4 separate regions of the Mus musculus genome follow, and all the other regions are linked to region 3. A link is a contact called in public ChIA-PET, HiChIP or PLAC-seq and promoter capture Hi-C data. All regions are on one chromosome and are shown on one strand. Each heading gives the region's core, a stretch centred on a gene start, on an enhancer-like site or on the middle of the called end of the contact. The rest is flanking DNA. Distances are from core to core; before and after follow the strand shown. Region 1 holds the start of Iffo2 (intermediate filament family orphan 2). Region 2 holds the start of Aldh4a1 (aldehyde dehydrogenase 4 family, member A1). Region 3 holds the start of Ubr4 (ubiquitin protein ligase E3 component n-recognin 4). Region 4 overlaps Iffo2 (intermediate filament family orphan 2).

Evidence for each region. ChIA-PET counts read pairs in DNA pulled down with a chosen protein or histone mark. HiChIP or PLAC-seq counts read pairs in DNA pulled down with a chosen protein or histone mark. Capture Hi-C pulls out chosen DNA fragments and counts their contacts.
Region 1: a promoter capture Hi-C map of adipose tissue shows a contact between it and region 3. The contact joins the promoter of Iffo2 here to the promoter of Ubr4 in region 3. A contact is called at or near these places in 2 of 39 promoter capture datasets (liver and pre-B cells), 8 of 484 Hi-C or Micro-C datasets (CD4 T cells, CD8 T cells, cerebral cortex and 4 more), 3 of 115 datasets of contacts at active chromatin or transcription factors (effector CD8 T cells, embryonic stem cells and pancreatic cancer cells) and 2 of 9 other capture datasets (adipose tissue and liver).
Region 2: a contact with region 3 is called in an RNA polymerase II ChIA-PET map of memory CD8 T cells, with 1,766 read pairs. The contact joins the promoter of Aldh4a1 here to the promoter of Ubr4 in region 3. A contact is called at or near these places in 15 of 39 promoter capture datasets (the 3T3-L1 cell line, 3T3-L1-derived adipocytes, cranial neural crest and 9 more), 16 of 484 Hi-C or Micro-C datasets (the AML12 cell line, CD4 T cells, CD8 T cells and 9 more), 19 of 115 datasets of contacts at active chromatin or transcription factors (the HPC-7 cell line, the SCID.adh cell line, T-cell acute lymphoblastic leukemia and 11 more) and 3 of 9 other capture datasets (embryonic stem cells, liver and pancreatic islet).
Region 4: an H3K27ac HiChIP or PLAC-seq map of epiblast stem cells shows a contact between it and region 3. The contact joins the enhancer-like site here to the promoter of Ubr4 in region 3. A contact is called at or near these places in 2 of 39 promoter capture datasets (liver and pre-B cells), 5 of 484 Hi-C or Micro-C datasets (CD4 T cells, embryonic stem cells and liver), 5 of 115 datasets of contacts at active chromatin or transcription factors (the HPC-7 cell line, bone marrow-derived macrophages, embryonic stem cells and 2 more) and 3 of 9 other capture datasets (adipose tissue, liver and pancreatic islet).

Annotation. Positions count from the first base shown.
Region 1 is chr4:139,573,287-139,575,986 of GRCm38.p6, reverse strand. Iffo2 (intermediate filament family orphan 2) reads right to left here and starts at 1,267. Exons shown (of 9, transcript NM_001205173.1): 1 at 390-1,267. The coding sequence starts at 1,039.
Region 2 is chr4:139,621,623-139,624,322 of GRCm38.p6, reverse strand. Aldh4a1 (aldehyde dehydrogenase 4 family, member A1) reads right to left here and starts at 1,429. Exons shown (of 15, transcript NM_175438.4): 1 at 1,126-1,429. The coding sequence starts at 1,184.
Region 3 is chr4:139,379,381-139,382,080 of GRCm38.p6, reverse strand. It overlaps Ubr4 (ubiquitin protein ligase E3 component n-recognin 4), which reads right to left and starts at 1,422. Exons shown (of 106, transcript NM_001160319.1): 1 at 1,219-1,422. The coding sequence starts at 1,394.
Region 4 is chr4:139,597,830-139,600,529 of GRCm38.p6, reverse strand. The region is part of intron 1 of Iffo2 (intermediate filament family orphan 2); the gene reads right to left. Among named protein-coding and RNA genes, the nearest start is that of Aldh4a1, 24 kb to the left of the region's middle. RefSeq lists an enhancer at 1-2,700. Within about 2 kb of position 1,434, at least 322 of the 459 cell types and tissues checked have an H3K27ac peak or open chromatin away from gene starts, as enhancers often do. A contact at or near this core is called in the HPC-7 cell line, adipose tissue, bone marrow-derived macrophages and 5 more, where this site is marked.

The DNA.
Region 1 (2,700 bases), core at 18-2,517, 190 kb before region 3:
CCAACATCTCGGGGAATACCTAGGCTAGGAGACACACCAGCCATGACTTCCATCAAAGGATCAAGTCTTGACTTTCACCGCGGATTAGCCAAGCTGCCTTGAGCAAGACACTTGGTACCTCTTCACCTCAGTTTCCTCATCTGCAGTATGGGGACAAGGCTGCCTCACACCGCACTGTCATGTGGACAGAATGAGATCACCACAAATCCGCTGGTTATTACGTCCCTGGGAAACAATGTGCCTGGCCCCAGGGGTCGGCGCCCAGGTATCCCGCGCTCCCTGCGCTCGTTCGCGGATTTAGATGACCTAGTCCTCCCGCAGTTCGCAGCCCATATGCCAGGCCCTGCTGCCGGTTCTGAGAGCGGCGGAGGAGGGGCGCGTCCACTCACCTCCGTTTGTACTCGTCACGCTCGCGCTTCACCTTGGCCAGCACGTTGTAGAGAGCGCGGATCTCTGGCGTGATGGTGTCGATCTGCACGCCTACGCCGTCCGGGTGTACCCACGACACGCCGGGGCCCTGCACAGTCTCCACGCCACCGCCTCCCGTGCGCCGCACCTGCGTGTAGCTCCAGATGGTCCCGGGCAGGCGACCGTAGTGCTGCGGGTGCGAGCCGCCGCCGGGGGGCAGGCCGCCCAGGGCCACCGCGTTGGCGTTGACGCCGGTGGCCGCGCCGAGGGCCTGCCCGCTTCCCGCAGCCGACGGCCGCAGCAGCTCGGGCCCGGTCTGCACGGCCTGCTCGCGGGAGAAGGTCTTGTAGCGCAGCCGCCGATCGCGCTCGCTCTGCTGCTGCTCCAGCTGTTTCTCCAGGAGCCGGTTGCGCCGCTCCAGCTCGTGCACCTTGGCCAAGAAGCAGCGGAAACGCACGTTGAGCCCCTTGAGGAGGTGGATGTTGGAACCCAGATCGTCCCGCAGCGCCGCCGTTACGGGCGAGGGCCCCGGCCCGGCCCCGCCACCCCCGCCGCCGCCTGCGCAGCCGCCGCCCCCCGGCGGGCAGCCGAAGGCCAAGGCCATCTCTCCGAACAGCAGCGAGTTAACCATGCGCCGGCTGCGTGGCTCAGGGCCCCGGGCCCGTGGCTCCAGATGCGGCTCCAGCTCGGGGCCGGGCTCCCGGCGCGGCCGGGCCAGGGCGGGCGCGGGCTCCAGAGCGGCCGGGGTGGTGTTAGGTGCCAGATGCGGCTCCGCTGCGTCGGGAGAGATGGTGGGACGAGCTGGAGGTCGCGGTGGCTGCGTGGGGCTGGTGAGGGGTCCGGTGCCTGCGCCGCGACTGTCAGAGCTGCTGTGGACCGGCCGCAGCAGCGGCTCGCAGAGGACTCTCAGCCGGCGCTGCCCCCTCTGCGGCGAGCCCCGCCCTCTGCAGGCACAGACCACGCCTCCAGGGCCCGCCCTCTGCAGACACAGACCACACCCCCTGCCTAGCTGCTCTCTGCCCTTCCCGGCCCGCCCTCTATAGGCGAAGGCCTTCCTCCCTAGCCTGGACCGCCCTCTGCGGACATAGGCCACGCCCCTCAACCCATTGCAGCGATTTCACCCGCTGAGACTCGGCTCCTAGGTCTCCAGCCCCGGCCACGCCTATCGGCCCTTGGGCTCCGCCCACCCACAAGCTGCGCCACTCGTCTGCGAGGAGCCTTTCGACTACAGCTCAAGCTCCGCCCAGCAACGGCCCAGAAAACCCTCGCCTGCGTGCGGCGCTGCAGGCCTAGCGGGGTTCAGATAATCTAACGCAGTCTGAATGCGAAACTGTACCCGGGAACGCGGCAGAGCCGGGCACCGCAGCCTCTTGAAAAGGTGGACAGCCTGTGGAGACCTCCACTACCAAGTGTGCCAGGCGGGCTTGACTACCTGCTTGCCCTTCCTCCGTGTCCCAAATTTCCCTGCCCCAGATTCTCAGGCATGCGGGTGACTGTGGCCTGCAAAGGTCTGGCAACCATAGTGTGCGAAGATGCATGAAAACCAGCTCCCCTACTCCAGCCTCCGGAGGCCTTGGTCGCCTTCCTGTCCCCTACCAGGCAGGATCAGGGCTTCTCGCAGCCTTTGAGCCTGCTAGTCCACGGCAAACCCAGAAGCGGGGATGTGAGACAAGCTGGGGAAGAGAAAGCAATGAGCCTCCCAACATGCTTGTCCTCACAACCCTGACTAACCATCTCCTGTCACCTATCACCACATTGTCACAGTCGGCGCTGTAGCTGAGCCCTGAGAGCAGAGGGTCTGTCTATCCATCAATTCTCCCGAATGCCTTGCTGCAATATGGAGTACCACCTATTTGGAGGACACTTATTTGGACCCATCCATCTTCCGTCCTTTCAGCCATCTATCCTTCACACCTACCACCCTAAAAACCAGTATTCCCTGCGATCTCCAAGTGTCTCCTGTACCCACTGCAAGCATTAGCTCACAGCAGGCACCTATTTAAGTATTATCCTCATTTTACAGAGAAGGTCGCTGAGACCTGAGCTTTACCACCACCTCAAAACACACTCTACCCAGCCTTCCGAGCTGCTGGCCTTTGGTCCTCACCACAAACTTCCTAAGGGAAGGACCCCACCTTGAATGCCTGTGGCTTACACCGTCAGCTCTTAACCAGATATGTGGTATGTTTTAGATTCTTCCGGCCACATCTTTTTTTCCCCTCTCACCGCCATTGTCTTGTTACTAGCTTATGTGTCCGTCTTGTCTGCTTGTGCGTAAGCTTGCAGGCAGGT
Region 2 (2,700 bases), core at 180-2,679, 240 kb before region 3:
GGAAAGGGTCACTGATTAACTCAAAGAGGTCACAACTCAGTGGAGGTGGACACGGTGGGTCACAGGCCACAGAGCAGGCAAACAGTAACCAAAGTAGGGGTGTGGGGGTGCTGTGTAAACTGTACAAGGAAGGCAGGCAGAAATGGGGAATAATACCCAAGTTCAAACAGGCCGTGAGCCATACTGGGGCAGGATATTGGAACACATCACTAAGGCAGCCAGGATTCTGGCTGAAAGCAAGCAGCTCTCTGCCCTAGGGCTTACCTGTCTCTTCATTACGTTTGTTTGTTTGTTTGTTTGTTTGTTTGTTTTTGAGACAGGGTTTCTCGTGTATCCCTGACCCTCCTCGAACCTGCTCTTGCAGAACAAGCTGGCCTTGCACTCAGTGACCTGCCTGCCTCTGCCTCCCGGTGATTTATTAAGGAACTTGTCTGAATGGATTTAGGCAAACCTCAAAATGAGCCCCATGCCACGCAGAGCCGCATCACACGTTATAAAAGTCATTATGGCACCCACCGTAAAACAAAAGCCCAATATTGAACAAAAAGGGAGTGGGGTGGAGAGGTCCCTGGGAGTGTCGGAAGGCTCCAGAATGGGAACACAGGGCCGGCCAAGGTCTGGGAGAATCAGCAAATTTGAAATATACAGCGTTAGGAGAAAGAGGGGTGTAGGAAGGGGGCGTGGGCACAAATCCGGACGCCACACCCTCCCTGGGGTTCCTTGGATAGGAAAACTGGCCATCTAGGACATTGGTTTGCAACCTGTAGGTCGCCACCCCGAGCGATCCTTTCACAGGGGTCGCATATCAGCTATTCTGCATATTAGATATTTACATGACGATTTATAACAGTAGCAAAATACGGTTATGAAGTGGCATAATTTTTCGGTTGGGGAGTCACCACACCAAGAGGAAAGGGTCACAGCATTTGTTAAGAACCACTGCTCTAGAGAGACCTGGTAAGGCGCCACAGGTTCTCCATGGGAGAGTGGCTCTGCAGGTCGCGACCCGGCGCGCACTTAGGGGAGCCATAGGGACCCTGGAGATAATGGCTGCAACCTGGAGGACCCACAGAGTGGGATCTGTCCACGGCTCTCAGGACTCAGGCAGCAGAGGGGTTCACTCACCCAGCGCCCCTCCAGGCATGGGACAGCAGGGATCGGCGGAGCGACGGCAGCGGCAGCATCGCGGAGACTCTTAACAGTCTTGCGCAGCTGTGGGAAGCTCAGAGTCAGCCCCACCGGGCTGGACTAGACAAGCCCGGAGCGCACTACCTCTGCGGGAGGCGCAGCATCGCCCGGTCCACCTCCTTCGGGGCCCCTCCTCGGGTACCCTTCCCCCTCTGTCAATAAACATCAGCTGTATTTAACATCAAAATTGCTACTGTGGACTGCGGGTCAAGAGAATGCAGCAGAAAAGCCCTGAAATGATACTCTCTTCTCCTCGTCTCCTCTCCTTATGGTATGACCCAAGGAGAGAGGGCGTGAGCCTCACTGACCAATCAGAGTCTCGCATGAAAGCCTCCAGGCCAATCAGCAGGACAGGCAAGCTGCAGCCTTCTTAGGCAGGGCTGGAGAGTTGCAGGAGCCAATGACAGATCCTGCACAGAGCGCGTGCTCAGTAGTAGAAGTGGCCGGGGGGGGGGGGGGGGGGGGACCCGGTCGACGCGACAGGTGCTACTTGGGTCCCCAACACTTGGTGGCTGGAAGGCTGGACATCTGCAGGCTACAACTCTGCCCGGGCCCGCCGAGCCACACCAAGGCCAGCTCCCTGCCACCTCCCCGGGGGCTGCCACCGTGCATGGAGCCTGATCTGCCCTCCATCTCCCAGCCTGGCTCAGGGCCAAGCCTGGGCTTGCTTCCTTCCAGATTGGAATCAGAATGAGATAAAACCCTAGCGGGCCTGAACTTAACGTTCTTCGTTTTAATTTTCTTTATTTCTTCCTTTTCTTAAAAGCCTCTAGCCACAAAAACCAGTTGTTCCTGCCTCTGTCCCTCTGTCCCTCTGCCCCGTGGTTAAAATTTTCAGTTTTCTTCATGAGACGTTGTTTGATGAATACTCGAACGTATTAAAACAGCTTCCGAAACCTGCTCTTAGAATGATGCCTTAGGGAACCACTGTATTCCTAAGATACTGGTATGGGTTTTCTTACTTTATTCTCTTTGGGTTTTGTTTTTGTTTAATTTTTTTAATTTTTTTTTTTTGGCTTGGTTTTACTTTTTCAGACAGGGTTTCTCTGTGTAGCCTTGGCTATCCTGGAACTGGCTCTATAGACCAGGCCCTGAATTTACAGAGATCCACCCGCAGGTCTGCCTCCAGAGTGCTGGGATTAAAGGCCTGCACCACCACAGTCCTGCTTCAACGTGTTTCTCTGTCTTTGACAATGTAACCAGGGCATTTACTTTGGGGTCCCTCTGGTTCTAATTTGATACCACACTGGGCAGATTCGCCTCAAAACACCATGACCAAAAAGCAAGTGGGGAGTTAAAGGTTTACGTGTGCAAATTTTCAGCTCATCACTGAGGCAGGAACCTGGAGGCAGGAGCTGATGCAGAAGCCGTGGAGGGACGCTGCTTACTGGCTTGCTCAGCCTTACAGGTGGACCGCCAGTCCAGGGGTTGGACTACCTAGAATAGGCTGGGCCCTCCCACATCAATCACAAATTAAGAATTTTTTTTGCCCAAGTAGCTGTGCAGTGGTAG
Region 3 (2,700 bases), core at 173-2,672:
CCCCTAACTCCATCTCTAGGGGATCTGAAGCCTTGTTCCTGCCTCCTGGGGCATCCGAATACACAGACACACATACACGTGGATTTTTTTTAAAAAAAAGGAGGAAAAGAAGGTAAAATAAAAAGATGCTAGATAATTTGAGACTTTCTGATACTTGTTTTCATCTTCAAAACAACCTTGGGCATAATTAAGCAAGAAAATCTATTTGTTAGAACTTAAATTATCAAACCCAGACACTATTTTATTATAAATTGTTAAAGATCATTCATCCAAAACATCACAGGCAGTGACAGTTGTTGTGATAAATAATAATGCCAAACCACAGCAATTTCCAAATAACACAACTTTCCAAATAACCTTTAGACATATCCTGCTGACCAGCAAGGTAAAATGACCCGCTTAGCAATTTCAGAGAGTTACTGGGGCAAGTAAACTTGGTTTGGCTAGGAAAACGAAAGTGAGAAAACAGGCTTTAAAAGCATGAGTCTTCTATTAAACTCATTTGCTCTGAGCCCCGTAGTCAGGAAAAGGTAGACACAGAGATCACCACATTCCCATGAAGAAATACGACTCTTGCAATCTAACAATCTGTATACAAAGGTATGAACACATTAACAGCAAGCCAAGGAACAGTCCCGTAAATAAGAGTCTGTAAAGCATTTTATTGAGAAAGAGAAGGACTCCGATCTCGGATATACGCAATTACAGTGCAAAGTAAAACCGAAGTATTCAGTGGTAACTAGTGGCTTCAGTCACAGAAACAGCACGTGCCCCCAGTTATCATAGCACCAAAGAAAGACCGTTATTAAACTATGTGGTAGCTCTCCAAAGTAAACCTCCGGTTCTGGTGACAGGGAGAAATGCAAACTCATCCACGCCCTGACCTTAACGCGACTGAGGTGGATGGGGAGGGGGGGGGCCGGGGGCAGCGGGCCGGGTGACACTGGCCCAGCAGCACCGTGCATCTCAATAGCCAGTTCTCAAATGCGTCCGGCCACGCCCTCCAGCCAGAGCAACCATAAAAGTTTTGCTCCGGAGGGTAAATCAAGTCAGGGATGGTTCACGCCAGAGCTGGGTGGAAACCAGAGGCGCTCTCGTTCCCAGCGCCCGGGAGTCCCGAAGGCATGCGTGGGGTGGATTCCCTGACAGAGTGGACTCACGAACCGGCCCGTCCTCCCCTCCCCCCCCACCCCGCCCGCCGGCGCCGCCGCCCGGTACCTCTCGATGACTGAGGCCACCAGCTGCGGCAACTCCTTCATCTCGAAGGCGGAGTAGGACGCGGACAGGAGGGGCCGCACCGCCACCTCCCAGCCCGGGGTCGTGTCCTGCCCGGTCGCCGGGGCTCCGGGCGCTGGAGCTGCTGCCGCCGCCTCTTCGCCGCCGCTCGTCGCCATCTTTCGTCGTACTACTGCGGCTCCCTCCGGGGGCTTGCCACCGGCCCAGCGCCGCCTCCCGGGAGGGGGCGGAAGTGACGCAATCGTGCGCGTCAGACAGCGCGCCGCGGGTCGCCCAACAAAAACGCAAAGACCTGGACGGCCTCTGACTTCTGCGGGCTTAACCCAGGGTAGTGCGCCTGCGCACGATTGAAAATGCCAGAGGAGGGCTAGGAGCAATGCCCTCTGCGCGTGCGCCATGGCGGCGAGCAACCCTGCGCATGCTCGCGGGAAGCAGTAACTACCGCGCGTGCGCGGGCCCCGCAATAAGCGGCAATATGGTTCCCCAACCTCCTGGAAATGTAAGTTTGTGACTTGGATTCGGAAGAGATGTCTGAACGGCGCCATCCTAGGACAGACAGGGGGGAGAGGAGGCCACAACCTGCTCAGTGTTAGTCACTTCCTCTGCCCAGTGTACCGCATGAGCAGCCAGCCATTCTAGCGCTTACCACTTGGCAAACTTTCTGCGCACACCTTCGCTTAGTAATGATTTTCTTCATGAATTCCTATTTCGCAGCCACTTCTTTATATATTTAGAATTCCTTCGATAATAATCTAGAGAGAACGTTAAGCTTTTTTGAAATTTGGTCCCTATAGGCCAAATTGTCTGCGAACCTTCCTCCCTCAGACCCCAGAGGGTAAGCATTAGTAGCCATCGCAGCAGTCTTTCAGGGGCCCCTATTTGGGTTGACTGTTGATTTCAGCAATCCTTCTATCTTCACCTCCAGTGGAATTACAGGTGTGGGTGTCCACACCTGTTTATAGTTCTGTCGGGAAGGGGGAGGATGGTCTTATTTTATTCGGGCGTTTCCACTGTAGCTCAGGCTGACATGGAACACTAACACAATCCTCTTGCCTCAGCCTCTCAAAGTGCCAAGATCATCACCACGTCTGGCCATCAGCAGTAATAACAAGTCTCATATTTCTGGCTTTGGGGTGTCAAGGCACTCGGAATAAACATCTTCCTTTTCAAATACATAATTTAGTAGTGGAGGTTCTTGGGATAACATCTATGTTGTAAATTTAGACTGAGGAGCTCAAGAGATAACTTGACAGTTCCATTCTCACCACCCAGGTCTAGCTGTTATGGTTGTAACTCCAGTTCCAGGAGATCTGCTGTCTTCTTCTGGACTCTATAGAAACCTCCATTCCCAGGTGCACACACCCTCCACACATATACACACATGTATGGTGTGTGTGTATATATATATATATATATATATATATATGCGCGCACATAAATCTATTTAAAGTGTTTGGTATGCCA
Region 4 (2,700 bases), core at 185-2,684, 220 kb before region 3:
CCAAGACTCCTATCAGGATGTGGCTCTGAGCTAGACCAGGGGGCTGGGGTCACCTTCAAGAGACCACCTGTGAGCAGATGGGTGGTTGGTTCTATTTTGTCCTGACACTCAGTTCGTCTGACTTCTAAGTGTGGTGTGGCAGATGCAAGAACCGGAGAGGAAGGTGTGTTCTTATACTGGGAGCGTTTAATCCCCCAAGGACTGCTCCCATGTTGAAGATGAGGAAGAATGTTAGCCTCCAGGCAAGGGTTAGCCTGCTCCTCTTCCTCCTCCTCCGAGGCTTTTCTCTCTCAGAATGCCGCCACAGATTTAAGGCAGACTGAGGGACCAGGATATATCCTCTCAGATGGCCTGGGCATCAATACCGCTCAGAGCTCTCTTCTAAGAATGAAGCCAGGGATAACGATAGGGCTCTAAGTGAGGCCACCTCCACCCTCTTCACCATGCCAGCATCTGAGGGCAGCCTCACCTTGCTCTGAGCACCCTGGGCCCTGGTTAGATGAAGCAAGGAGGGATTAGAGAAAAGAAGATCTCTGCAAAGGGAGAGCTGAGTCTACAGCTAGAGGCCAGCCTTGCGATCTCTTCTTGGTAGGAGTGTGATAGTCAACGATTGGAACGGGAATCCGTTCTCTCCACCATGTGGGGTATGTGGTGGCAAAACGCCTTTCCCTGCTGAGCCATCTTGCTGACCCTTATTAAATGAAAGGGCATGGGTTAGATGGGTAGACCAGAAGATGAATAGGTAGATGGATAGGTGGGTATGAAGGTGAATGGGGGCAGTGTGTGTGTGTGTGTGTGTGTGTGTGTGTGTGTGTGTGTGTGTGTGTGTGTGTGTGTGTGTGTGTATGAATGGGAGAGGGGATGAATGGGGCTGGGGGCAGGAATGAATGAAATGATCCACACTCAGGCCCCTTCCTTCGGCCTGAGCCCTACCCCAGGGTCTTATCTTTATCTCCCAGGCTGAGGAATCCACAACCAAATTCCCAGCACAACCAGGCTCTCTCTACAGCCACTGGGCTCAGACATCCCTCCTGGGGGAGGGGCAAAATACAGCCAGGACAGGAAGCTTGCAGGAGAAAGAGAAGCCTTCCCCTCCCACGACTTACAACCTTTCAAGGCCTGGAGGGGAGGCAGGGACATTAGACAATCAATGCAGAGAGAGGAAATGACCCCACAAAGGAGCCCCACCACCACCTCGGCGGCGGAAGAGGCACATGTGGGAGCCTGGCAGCTGGAGGGGGAGGTGGCAGCCTCGTCACAGCCAGATGTGGCCTCTCAGCATTCCAGAGGAGCCAGCGCTAGGACCACGTGACAGATGAGAAATCTCGGCTGACCACTGGGGGTGGGGTGGGGGAGGCAGCTTTAAAGCCAGCCTAGTCCGAGCTGCTGGAACCAGGCCAGTAGTTCTGCCTCTTGCATGAGCTCAAAATGACACACAGAAGCAGGAAGAAGCCCACAAAGTCTAGCTACGGAGAAACGGAAACCCAATCTGAAGCCGCTGACAGAGGGGCTGACTCATGGGTCTTTCATATCCTGTGCAGTCAGAGAAAGGCTCAAAGGCCCCAGAAGAAAGTGGGTGCAGCCCCAGCAAATAATTAGAGCATCACAGACAACCCCGGGCCCATGGGGAGTCCATCCCAGAGTCCCCAGACTGTACAGACAGAAGCAGAAATGAAGACATTCAGAAAGGAGACACTTTTATGCCCCCCTTGATTTGACTATCAGACTACGGAAACAATGAACCTCAAGAAATGGAACCCCCCCCCCCCCAAGGAATCTCATAACAGCGCAAGGGAAAAGGCGACAGCCAAAAGGGAACCTGGTCTCCTGGAAAAGGATTCCACACAGTTTTAACCAATGAGGGTGAAGCCAGACGATGATAGGTCAGTGGCGGGGCAGAACCGCACTCTGTCCAAGGCTGGATAGATGCTCAAACCCATGGCTATTTAAACACTTCCCCTCGCTTCGAGCCCCCAAGAGTGACTTGAGGGGGTCATTGTCCCTCTCCCCAGTGTGGCCACACTGAGAACGTCTTCCTCTCTCACACTATTAATCTGGCTGTTTTAATTAGCTGCTCAAGAATGGCTTCTTCGGGTATAGACAGCGACTCCAAGTTTGGTAACATTCCAACGCCTGTTCCCACATCCCCCGGCTGTGATATCCCAGGCGAACTCATCGCCCTTTGTGAGTTGCTTTTCTATATTCCCCATTTCTGAAGATAGTTGTGGGAACCACTCTGCAAGTAGAGGAAGAGGAGGGTGAAGAAGACCCCAGCGCCGAGACAGGGCTGAGCATCGGATCCTGCACTTCAGCTCAGTCTAGCTCCAAGTGCAGGCCAGGCAGGCAAGGGCGCTGGGCGGGAGCCTCAGGGTGGGGTGGGGGTGGGACAACAAGAATGGTCCCGCCTGGCAGCAGGCACGCCCAGGCCGACTCACTCAGGTGATGGGAAACAGGCGCAGGTGAGGCTGGGCTGGAGCCCTCAGTGGAAAACTTCACTCTGGGCCAAGCGTGGGCCGGGGCCTGGCCCTGGCCCTGGGTGGGGGTGGACGGCAGCTTCCTTTCCTGTGGTCTGCCTAAGCCTTCTCTGTTCCAGCCCACTCACCAAGGGGAAGTCATCCCACTACCCTGGGGCAGGACCAGGTATGGGCAGACAAGGGGCTTCCAGCAGAGCAGAGGTTCAGCCAAAGGCCCTTATGTGCT